Linked DNA regions of Mus musculus: all the other regions are linked to region 1. Evidence: chromatin contacts called from public Hi-C data. All regions are on one chromosome and are shown on one strand. Each heading gives the region's core, a stretch centred on a gene start, on an enhancer-like site or on the middle of the called end of the contact. The rest is flanking DNA. Distances are from core to core; before and after follow the strand shown. Region 1 overlaps Asic2 (acid-sensing (proton-gated) ion channel 2). Region 2 has its middle 110 kb from the start of Gm42084. Region 3 has its middle 42 kb from the start of 1700071K01Rik.

Region 1 (4,134 bases), core at 1,390-3,889:
AAGGAGGCTCTTGAGGTCACATAGTAATGGAGTCAAGATTGGAACTCAGAGCCACTCCCTGTCATGTTCACTTTTTGCTCTTCGGGCATTAGCGTGCTTCTTCTCCCCATCCCCATGTTCTTACAGGAGCAAAGAAGCTGCGGTGGTGAGGGAGCCAGGGTGAGCTGGAGCCAGGGTAAGCAGCAGGACTCTGAAAGTGGTCATTGCCTCTGAAAATCATGTGCAGGGAGCACAGAGTCATAATGCAAGAGCCATCATGGAGCTGAGAGTGTCACAGGGTAGGGAAGTGTGGCCAGAATAAGTCAGTCACTCTTTTAAAATGAGAGTCACTGACTTTCCAGTGTGTATTACAGACAGGACACAGATGACTTCGCATATAGAGAGTGTAAAGCCAATATCATGGTTCTCGTTCCTGCTGAGGACAGAACTCCAGGTGTCTGCTCCATGCAAGCATTTGCCCCAAGGGAATCACTAGTCCCTCCACACCACCCCTGCAGGACAGAGGGCACAGGGGACATAAAGATAGCTTGACGTCCTCAGCACCAGGCTTAGCCCAGCAGTGTGCAACATCATCCCCATTTTATCAACTTAAAGAAGTAGGATTGTGTGACAGGGGTTAGCGGGAGATCATTCCATCCATCCCTTTCATGTTACACATGAAGAATCCGGTCATAGAGGTTTTGGTTTGACTTTTCTGAAGCCACACATCACATCTATGGTGGAACTTCAATGAGAACCCAGCTCTCCTGACTCTTGGTTTGGGTGGTTCTTCAAACAGAGCAGTAGTTCTCAACTTGGAGGTCATGACTCCTTTGAGGTTGCATATGAGCTCTTTACATTACAGTTAATAACAGTAGGGAAATTACAGTTAGGAAGTAGCAATGGAATAATTTTATGGTTGGCGGTTGGGAGGGACCACCACAACACGAGAAACAGTATTAAAGGGTCACAGCATTAGGAAGGTGGAGAACCATTGCATTAGAGGGTTAAAAATGATCCAGGGGCAAAGTGGGGGGTACATGAGGACTAGAGTTCAGATCCCCAGAATCTGTGTACCAGCCAAGTGTGGAGCGCATGTCTCTAACCCCAGCAGCAGGGAGAGGAGAAATGCAGAATGGCAGATCCACGGGGCTCATTGACCTGCCAGCCTAGCCAACTCTTCAATGAGAGACTTTGTCTTTAAAAAATAAGACAATGAACAAGAGATAAAGATACCCTCTGGCTGCAATGTGTGCACATGTGGATGAGAACACCCACATACATACACATACACTCATGCACACACACACACACACACTCATGCATATACACACATACATACATATATACACACACATTCATGTACATACATACAAACACATACATACACACACTCATGCACACACTCATACACATACATACAAACACACACATAAACACTCACATATATACATAAACTCATGCACACACACATACTCATACACATACACATAAACTCACAAACACACAAACACACACACACATATATACACACACTCATGCACATACACACAAACACATACATACATACATACATGCGTGCATGTATACACACACAAGTTATAAAAAAGAAAATATCATCTCTGGGGACCAGGGACAGGTAGATAGAATTTGTAATGCCATTTTCTCTTCTTTTACTTGTTTGAAATTTCCCATGCTAAAAAGTTTCTTTTTAAGTGGAAAAAATGGCCCTGGAAGAGTGTTTGATGATAGCAGCAGTGGGTCCTGTTTTTATATTCACCTCCTCAAAGAAGATGTGTTTAATTCTTCCCAGAGGAATCTTTCCTGTACATTGAATCCCTCCATGTGGCACATAGCCTGTCCCGCACATAATTACTAATGATGGGACGGGGCTGGGGCTTTTCCTTTCTCTTTTTGTCTACCAGCCAGCACATAAGACATCCCTTCTTTGAAGCTCTAAGCCTCCTTGGAAGGCAGCCTCAAGCTTTTCCATTTCAGTCTCCCCAGCTTCTGCCCACACCGTACTCCCAAGGTCAAGGTATCCCCAGCTTGTCCATTACTGAACACTGCAGCGCCGTTATTTACTAAATATTTTTCTTTGAACTGACTCATTTCATTTACTTCGGTATGTTTTCAGAGGAAACTATATGTCATTACTGTGGATGGAAAATTAGGCATAGAATCCAGGGAACTGGGATTTAGTGTCCTCGTTATGCTTATCCTAACAGTCATTATGAAACGAGTACAAGAGAAGTGTTCATGAACGGGCAGCTGAAAAATCTCAATTTAAACCATGCTTTGGAAAACACTATCACTGGCTGTGGTTCGCCTGGGAATAGCCTCGTTTTATATCTCTCCCCAGAATGCAGGTGTGTGTGTGTGTGTGTGTGTGTGTGTGTGTGTGTGTGCACATATGTGCGCACGTGTGTGCGCATGTGTGCCTGTGCATGTTCACCTGTATGTTCTCGGTGATAGAACATGTCCACTTGGTCAGTATAGCTGATGTCCTTCTGCTCTGCCCTGGACTCCGTAATCCTGACTTGTATGAGGCAGGAAGGAGTACATGGCATGCAGATGAGGCAGCCAGCCAGTGTGCATCTGTCAGTGCCACTCTCTTGTTCCCTGTCACCTTCCTTGCACCACAATGCTTAGGAAATGAGCAAATAGCCCTGGCTTGAAAGAACATTAGCCAACGTGAGCCATGACAGCAGTAGAAAGAGGACTGGAAAGGACTGGGTCTCAGCTAGAAAGTAGATGGATGGAAGAGATAACACGCTAAAGTGTAATTTGTAAATTGGAATCTCCCATACAACTCAGGACTGTTCTCATGAAGGCCAGAGGAGGATTGAATGCTCTTTTGTTTATCAAGAGGCAGTGAGCCATCTGGGAATGGATCTGGCTTCCCAGCTCCACAGACTGGGTTTAAATCCAACTTAAGGTATCATGAGATAGGATCTTATATCCAATGGGCCTCATTTTTAAAATCTGTGAAATGGGGTTAAGATCGCCCTTTGTCCATGGTTACAATCATGATGCACTAAGGAAAACTCAAGCATAACACTGGGCTGAAAAAAAAAAAAAAACAAAGAAACAAAAAAATCATAAAAAACAAAAATGGCAGTTGTAGTTTCCTTGAACTCATGAAAGACTTCCTGACTCATTGAAGAAAGAATAAACTCTAGCGTGTACAAGTTCAGGGTTAATGTGGAGAGTATTTGTTACTGAAATCCAATACTTTGAGACTGGGTTTTCCATTTGTGTGTGGCAACTATCCAGGGCTATATTGATTCTAAAGGATCACTCTGTGATTGCCCAATTCATCACAGTGTTCCAGGGCACTGCCTTACAATTGCCAGAGGTGTCACGTGACTTGACAGTCGCCCCCCCACGCCCTAGCCCAGCTCAGTTGCAAAGTCCAGGAGGATTGGGTCACATGTTCCTCAGATGAAGCTCCCAGTGTGGACACAACCCACGAGCATAGTAGATTCATAGAGTAAGTGTCCCGGGTCTAAAGATTATTAAGGTCTCCAAGAATACCCAATAATTCACCTGTTTTCTGCTAAGGCTGAGGACCACCAGAAAGATAATATTAAAAACTAAATGCATTGTGTTGACTTTAGGGATGGAATATGTCTGTGGGAAATGACTCTCCCCCTCCCCCCCACCTAGTTCTGACTTCTACAGACTCACTTCACAATGGTGGGCAGCAGACTGCGACAGTGCCCCCTCGTTGTGGAGGGAAGAAAGGCTGAGTCCTGGATGAATGAAACTCTCACAGTGGGAAGGGAATCACAGAGGAAACGTTGCCTTTCCTTCGTTATGTTTCTATCCTGTATTTTCTTCTGAACAAGAACTGATATTCTGCAAATCATATTAATTAGGCACCCAATAACCAGTTAACCCATTCGTCAAGCAGGATCCTTGAGAGATGATATCGTGCTTGAAGCAGGAGGAATCTGGGTGAAGACCTACATTTAAATACAGCTCTGCTGCAAGCTAGCCATGCAAGCTTTAACCCTTAACCACGGGACTTCTGTGTCCCGTGCTATCCTGAAACATGCTCTCCACCTCACGGCATAGCCTTGGTAGCCAATGAGATCACACTTATGCTGCTGCATTGTGACTAGTGTGTGTGTGTGGGGGGGTGTTCTTCAG
Region 2 (3,951 bases), core at 52-2,551, 270 kb before region 1:
CTAAATGTCGGAGAGGATGGAAATAAAACTGCGTCCCTTGTGCACCAGCCCACTCCTAATTTAGTCAGTCATCCCGAGCACCAGCCACAGGTTAGCTTTACCTGGAGGTGTTGTTTAACAGTCCCAATGTGTGGATTCCACTCTTAGCTGACGAAATCAGAGTCTTGAGGGATGGCCCGGATACTAGCATCTTTAAAACTCTTTTGGGAGATTGTAATGTATAGTCAGTTTGAGAATCACAGCCATGACGGGAGAACCAAAGACAGCAACACACACACAGACACACACACACATGCACACACGCACACCTGCACTGTTGCTAATAACTTTGACTATTCCCAGTTTCGTAATGCTGAGAGTGCTGGCTCGGTAGAGAAGAGGGCAGAGCCCATCTCAACATGGCTCCACACTCCCATTGGACTCTGCAGGGATTCTGCATGGTAGAGACCAAGGGCAGAGGGCAGTACTGTTTCAGCCTCAGGATTGGTCCTTGGAGAGATGGGTAGTCAAGGTCTGCACGTGAGGTCTAGTGGCCTCTCAGAGTGGGTGCTGAGGATCAGACGGAACCTGAAACAGGAGGTGTGCTTGTACACCAGTGGAGGAAGACACAAGTGGAGCGCTCCTAGCTGATAGACACAGTTATCTTACCATGCTTGTATCTCCAGCTACCTCTGCAAACCCACATGGCATTGTTGTCTACATTTTAGAGATGAGAAAACAGAACTGGATAATGCTTATTAAACTCACAGGCCCTTAGATAATCACAGACCATGGGTTATATTTGACTGCTGGGCTGTGCCTAGTACAGGAGGCTATGGGCACCTTGGTTTACTCAGGGTCTCCTTCTGGAGCCTCCAAAACAACTTGCAGCTGCCATGAGATGATTTAACGATCCCTGGCGGGGCTTGGGAGAATGGGTCTGTTCTGGGTGTCCAAAGAGACTAAGGTCAAGAAATCCCCTTCTCTCCCACACTGTTCCCAATTCAAAGCGATGGAAATAGCTATATGGTAATTCCTCAGTCCTGTGTGCCCCTTCTACTAAATGCTAACTAGGCTGCCAAAATTCTTTAATTCATTCATGCCTGGGCATACAGCCATGGAGATATTTAGCAAAGAAAGCATGACCCCTAAGGCTGTGTGGTGTTGGGGATTGCCACTCGGGTTGCAAAGAAACAAGAAAGTATGGAAGAGAGGCGTGAGGACCCTGCTCCAGAGAAATTGACGGTGAGACTCCTACGGCATGAGCCGTTTCCCTATTGCTGCATAGCCACAAAGCCTAGAGTTTCAGATTCAGTGACCCAGCGAGCCTGGAAAGCGTCAGGTCAGAGAGCAGGAGGTGAGGTAGCCTTTCAAAGGCCACGTGACCTTTCCTGGCTTTAAAAATCCCAGTTCCTGGCAGCATAATCATAAACCTCCTTAAATGACCAATTACAATGCAACACGATCCTGGCCCAAAAGAAAAGTCCATAACTCTTAGCCATTAGGAAAATGCCCTGGGAAGATCAATAGGGCAGCACAAACATCCAAGGGGGTGGCTCAGAAATGCTCTGCACTTAAGAGTCCCTTTTGCCTCCTTAGCTCCCTGTCTAAAAGCAGCATTCCCCTGTGGAGCCCCTGCCCTGCTGTTGCCTCTAAGGCTTCCCATACATCTCAGATGAACCCAGTTATGAACCCAGTGACTGAGATGAGGGTTGAGAGAGACGGGGAGTTGAGGGACACAGGAAGACAGGGCAGATGGCTTTATTTTCTCCATTGATTTTTTTAAATCTAATTTGACTTGGCCAGTGCTGTGACATGCACAGCAAGGTCCCTTGGGACTCAGGCCCAAGTTCCTTTATCTGCAAATCCATTGCAAGAAAAGACGGAGGGCGGAGTCAAAGCTGACAGGAGTTTGCAGCTGAAGGCAAGAGCTCAGAAGCCAGAGACAACTGTATTTGTATCTAGTTCCCAGCTGTGTGACCTGTGGAAATTGTTTATAGCCGGTATCCAGTTTCTGCTCCTGCCAGTGGGACTGGCATCTGCCCATGGGGCACATAAGATTCCATGTGTCAAGCACCCAGCAGCGTGTCTGTCACAGTGGATACCAGTTTTACTTGTTATTCGATATCAAGGTTAGTTTCCTCCTACATTTGTTCTGGGCCCTAAGGCATTGCCTGAAAAGGGATCTGGCCAGGGCATTGGTCATGCCTGGCCCCATCTCTCCTGGAGAGGAGAGCACTGGTTTCAGATAGTCTCATAAGGAAGGGACTCAGATCGTAGCAAGCAGAATGCATGCTCAGTAGAAAATACCCTGGGGCTCTGCTCACCAACTTCCTCATCATCCTACAGCTCCAAAGCTATGGAAAGAGGATGAAAATGCCCAGTTTAGCTGGGGTTAGCATTTCTCTATCTTACTTATTGTGTTTGAGTGTGCTTGTTCTCGAGTGTGCAGTGTATACTCAAGTCAAAGGTGACCCTTGAGTGTTGTTTCAATCAACTTTCACCTTTGTGTTTGTGTCCACTTTTGTTTTTGAGACAAGGCTGTTGCTAGCATCTGGATGGCACTGACTCATCTAGTTGACAGCTTAGGACCCTCTTGCTCCCACCTTTCGGCACAGGATTAAAAGCATGCACCACTGTGCCCTGCTTCTTATGCAGGTTCAGCGAATAGAGCTCAGGCTCTTGGGCTTGCAGGTCAGGCACCTTACCCGTGCAGCCATCTCCTGGGTCCCAGAAGTTGTTCTGTTGATGCTCATCTTCTTCTTTGAGCTTCTTCATCCTGTCTCCCAGGCAGCAATATTGATAGTTACTTCGTCTTGGAAATAAGTTGGGAAAATGTAAATCTTAACTACTTTGGAATTAAGAAAGGCTTTTCCTAAATAATCCTCCATTCAAAGAAATACAAAAAGAGTTCGCCTATTACCCAGAAAAATGGGAGCCTGCGGGGGGGGGGGGGCTGGGGGGCAGCTAATGCTGTGCTTGGAGGATGCTCACTAGCCTTCCATGCTTTTCCTATCTTGGGGAAAAAGCTGAAGACAATTGCACTCCATACTCAGCTGCAGAAATTAGATAAAGAACTATAAATTAAATTAGCAACAGCACAGGGGATGCGACTTAATGAAAATGAAATCTAAAATTAATGCCATAGAAAAGAATGAGTCCTCTGCATTCATTCTCGGCGCCCTCCATGCCAGCACCTTTACTTCCGTACACCTCCACAGTCTTGTTGCCAAGCCTAGCTAAACCCCCGTGTCTATGAGATGTAGCCTATGCCTTTGTAGACCTGACTGAGAAGTCAGTTTGGTCACACACACAGAGCGCTAGACCGGACTACAGGGCATTCAGTTCTGAAACTAAATTCACCACATTTATCTCAAAGTCACTTTCTCTTCCTGGGGCCTGGGTTTCCAACCTGTACATTAGGGGCTGAGGCTGCCTGTTGGCACTGACAGCTGTCAACGAGACTCTATTTATGACAGTTACCCTCTCAGAATGTCAGTCAGTGAGTGCATGGAGCTGTCCCAGCGGGTTAAACCCTAAAGAGCTGATAGAAAAGGTGGTGGGATATTTGAAGGACAAACTCAGAAAATGAAGGCAGCCCCGGGCAGCTTGAAACTTAGGCCTGGGCTCCAGTAGCATAATGCAGCTTTCTATGCCAGTCAGATCCTTGTCATTGACTCAAAATCCTGGGCAAGACAATTTAAGGCAATGCAGAATGCTTACACTTCCAGATGTTGAAGTTCATAGCTCATGGCCCACAGTGAAGTCTATGATCCTTGGGACAGACTGAGGTGAATAGAGTAATACATAGATGTTCAAAGACAGAGAATGCATGCTAAGGTCTTCTGTAGGTATTACACCCCACCCAGATGCTTCCAGGAGGAGGTGGTATGGATGGGTGGAGCGTGCTCTGTGACCATGGCAGTGTGGGCACTAGCTGCCTACCTACCAGGTTCCAACCAGGTTCTAGGT
Region 3 (3,633 bases), core at 194-2,693, 430 kb before region 1:
CATCTTGGTTGCCTCTACCTTCTCCCAGCTTTTCCTTCTGCAGACTGTTAGACCATGCAAGGCTCTAACCAAGTGCTGAGAGGTAGCCATGTTTTTTTCCAAATCTACTCTTCTGTGTCCACAATGCCAAACTTGACATTTCACAACATAGTGATCATGACTACCATCAGCCAGTGTTCAGAGCTCACAACATGCTAGATGTGATATTGTTTATTTCATACTTGATTGTATTGACCTTTTCATTGGTGTGCACGTGTGTGTATTGTCTGTGTGTGTCTATGTACATGTGTGTGTTGTCTCTGTGTGTGTCTGTGTGCATGTGTGTGTATTGTATGTGTGTGTGTCTGTGTATGTCTGTGTTCATGTGTGTGTGTGCATGTGTGTGTTGTCTCTGTGTATCTGTGTTCATGTGTGTGTGTGTTGTCTGTGCATGTCTGTGTGTATATGAGTGTTGTTTGTGTGTGTGTGTGTGCATGTGTGTGCACAGGTAAACTCACATTTGCATTTGAAGGGCAGAGGCTAATGTGTCTTACTCAATCACTCTCCACATTTTTTTTTTTTTTTTTTGAGGCAGGGAATCTTACTGAACCTGGAACCCATCAACTCTCTAGGTTATATGGGCAATGAGCAGAGCTCCTCTCTCCATTTCCCAAAGCCCTGGGGATACAGACAAGCTCCGACATGCCTGACTTTTATATGAGGACTAGGAATCTCAATTCAGTTCCTCACATGTGTATGGTAAGCACTTTACCCACTGAGACATCTTCCCAATCCCAAAGTATATCATTTTTTGATACTATTTCTGTTTTTTTTTTTTTTTTTTGATGGAGCAACAAAGATTCAGGGTGGTTAAATAGTTTGATGGCAGATATCTATGGATAGTCTAAGAGTTTCTGCAGATAGCTCATCTCCCTGCTGAAAGAGAGACTTCTGCTAGTTGCAATTCTTGGGTCCTTTAAGGAGACACTGAAAACTTGCATGATAAGCTGTAATAGCTTCTATGACATCTATAATAGTTTCTATGATATCAGCAGGATGGGAATGGGATGCTGAGTAGAAAAGCTGTCTCTTGGGGTACTTGGACACTGGAAGAATCACCGAGAATCGAAATACAGAGGACACCTCTGCCCTAGCCCAGGCCTGTGAGCTCTGAGCATGACCATCCTTAGCTATAGCAGACTGAGGAAAAAAAAGAAAACGTCCTCATCAGAGGAACAGGCTTCAGGCCAAGCTCACAGTGGCTACTGGGAATGGTTAGCAAGGTTTTTTGAGTGGGGACTCTTTCTTTTTTAAAGCTGAGAGTGGAAAACAAATAGCAGCCATGTAAGTGATCTGCAGCTTTGAATTCTGCCCTCATGTACGGCAGGGGGGAGGGTTACAAGAGGTGGGAGGGGGAGGAGCAGAGACATAAGGGCGGTGACAAAGCAGAAACCCGCCCGCCCGATGCTTTCTGATTCAGTCACTAGGAGGAGAAATCTGCCTGTCTATAATGATCCCTGTTGGCAGCCAGCACTAATGGAGTGTGTGGAACTGGTCCTTTGGGACAAGGTGTGTGAAAAATGGCTGCCAAGTGTTAAAAATCAGGAGATTTGTTCTGCGTTTGTGAAGAAATGAATTCCAGATACTTTTTTTTTTTTTTTTTATTCTGGGATTTTTTTTTCCTTTAGCTTTTCAAACCCTTAGCTGAACAGGAGGGAAGAAAAGTGAGCTGAAGTGGCTCCGATTTGCAACAAGAGTGCAATTTCAATTGATTTAAAGTGGGGAGCAACCGAGGTAATGACCACAGAAAGAGGCTGGAATTAGTCAATAAATAAAGTTCAAGGTCCCCAGCCTGACTTCTCTTTCATTAGCTTTAAAGAATGGAAATGCAGGAATGGGAGGTTCCGTCATCTGGTTCCAGAAGAAAAGGAAGGTTGTACAGGACCTGGCCCTTATCCAGAACTCAACCCCAGCAGGATAATTTGACTTAGTATTTTGAGAAATCTCTCTCTCTCTCTCTTTCTCTCTCTGTCTGTCTGTCTCTCTCTCCTCTCTCTCTCCTCTCTCTCTCTCCTCTCTCCCCCCTCTCTCCCTTTCCTCTCTTCTCTCTCTCTCTCTCTCTCTCTCTCTCTCTCTCTCTCTCTCTCTCTCTCTCTCTCTCTGTGTGTGTGTGTGTGTGTGTTCCTCCCCCTTATGGGACACCACCAAAAGAAAGTAAGACTCTAGGACTCTGCCAAAGTCCAGCTTGGTGAACCAATGAGTTTCTCAGGGTCCCTGACAGGACATGGGTGAGGAGCTACTTTAAGAAGTATGGGCGACCCCAAAGTGACCATGCCCCCAGGTAAGCTGCCCTCTAACCCCAGCATGGATAACAACTTCTCCCCAGAGCTGCATAGTTGTAGTCCCCCTTACAAAGTCCTGCAGTCTTTGTATTCTAGCTCCTCTAAGACCACAAAAAGCCACATGTCTATAGGACAGAATTAAATACCACTGTCTGGGAGGTGTAGGAGGTAGCAGCTGAATTCTCAGGTGAGGGCCTTCCTCACAGTCCTCTCTCTGTGAGACAGCAGCAGCAGCAAACACAACTGATTTTGAGTCTCACAGATAGTCACAGCTACTCTAATAGGGAGATGGCTTTTGAGCTCAGGGGATTGTATTCTATAACACTTAGAAGCTGTTCCTGCTAACAGACCTTCCCCAAAGCTTTGGCCTTTGCTTGTCACCAGGATACTCTTACAAGCTAAAAGACCCAGGATCCTAGAGTCTCAGAGACAGGGGATCTGACACTAAATAATCTCTCTCTCCAACTGTCTCCTTCCCCAAACATCAGCCCATTACGGCTACTAGCCACATAAAACTCCTTTCCTTATTTTAAGGCTAGAATGGCATGACTACTATCCAGTAGGTACATGATCATGGGTGTGGGGCTGAGCTTGTGAGAGCATGACTGACAGAAGTGGACACTCATTTGTGCTGGTCTTTATTACTATAGTTGTTGTCTTTCTATTTCCAATAGGATAATGAGTGTTTCTGGCTGTATGTATGTGTACATATACATATATATGTGTGTGTGTGTGTGTATGTGTGCCTGCATATATGTGTGCATAAGTATGTGTGCATATATATGTGTGCATAAGTATGTGTATGTTCATGTATATGTGTGTGTACATGCCATGTGGAAGGATGGTGTGACATGGTTTTCTGTCCCTGGAATAGAGTGTAGCCCTCCATGAGTGTTGACAGTTGCTTGGCATGAGGCTTATTTCTATAAAAGTATATTTTTTACTTTATGTTACTCCTTCAGGAAATATTCTCCCAATCAAGGTTATTGGGGAAGGTTCTCCCTGCCAGGTTTAATGACTCCATGATTCAGAGACAGCATGAGTCTGGGAAGTGAGGGTGTGTCTATGTCCTTAGTAAAAAGTAAACACTGAGACTTTTAGGACAGCCCTTAAGGCTGTAGGAAAAAACTCTGAAAACAGTTCAAAATTAAATAATTTCCCAACTATGCCAAATATAAGAATACAATATGATTTTTATGGGGAGCTTCAGGAACCTGAAAGAACAGAGGCAGCTGCACTGGGAGCCAGCTTGTCAGAAAGATACAAAGGCAGATTCCTGAGTTCAAGGTCAACCTGGGACAGAGTAAGGCTA

The links. Hi-C and Micro-C count contacts between places; a contact is called where the count stands out from the background.
Region 2: a contact with region 1 is called in a Hi-C map of liver, with 5 times the contacts expected there. The contact joins two enhancer-like sites. A contact is called at or near these places in 4 of 484 Hi-C or Micro-C datasets (embryonic stem cells, liver, nephron progenitors and 1 more).
Region 3: a Hi-C map of liver shows a contact between it and region 1, with 2.1 times the contacts expected there. The contact joins two enhancer-like sites. A contact is called at or near these places in 2 of 484 Hi-C or Micro-C datasets (liver and uterus).

The regions. Positions count from the first base shown.
Region 1 is chr11:81,100,231-81,104,364 of GRCm38.p6, reverse strand. All of the region lies in intron 1 of Asic2 (acid-sensing (proton-gated) ion channel 2), which reads left to right. Among named protein-coding and RNA genes, the nearest start is that of Gm51910, 33 kb to the left of the region's middle. Within about 2 kb of position 2,639, at least 4 of the 459 cell types and tissues checked have an H3K27ac peak or open chromatin away from gene starts, as enhancers often do. A contact at or near this core is called in liver, where this site is marked.
Region 2 is chr11:81,367,736-81,371,686 of GRCm38.p6, reverse strand. It overlaps a transcript of Asic2 not described here. Among named protein-coding and RNA genes, the nearest start is that of Gm42084, 110 kb to the right of the region's middle. Within about 2 kb of position 1,301, at least 14 of the 459 cell types and tissues checked have an H3K27ac peak or open chromatin away from gene starts, as enhancers often do. A contact at or near this core is called in liver, where this site is marked.
Region 3 is chr11:81,529,926-81,533,558 of GRCm38.p6, reverse strand. It overlaps a transcript of Asic2 not described here. Among named protein-coding and RNA genes, the nearest start is that of 1700071K01Rik, 42 kb to the left of the region's middle. Within about 2 kb of position 1,443, at least 9 of the 459 cell types and tissues checked have an H3K27ac peak or open chromatin away from gene starts, as enhancers often do. A contact at or near this core is called in liver, where this site is marked.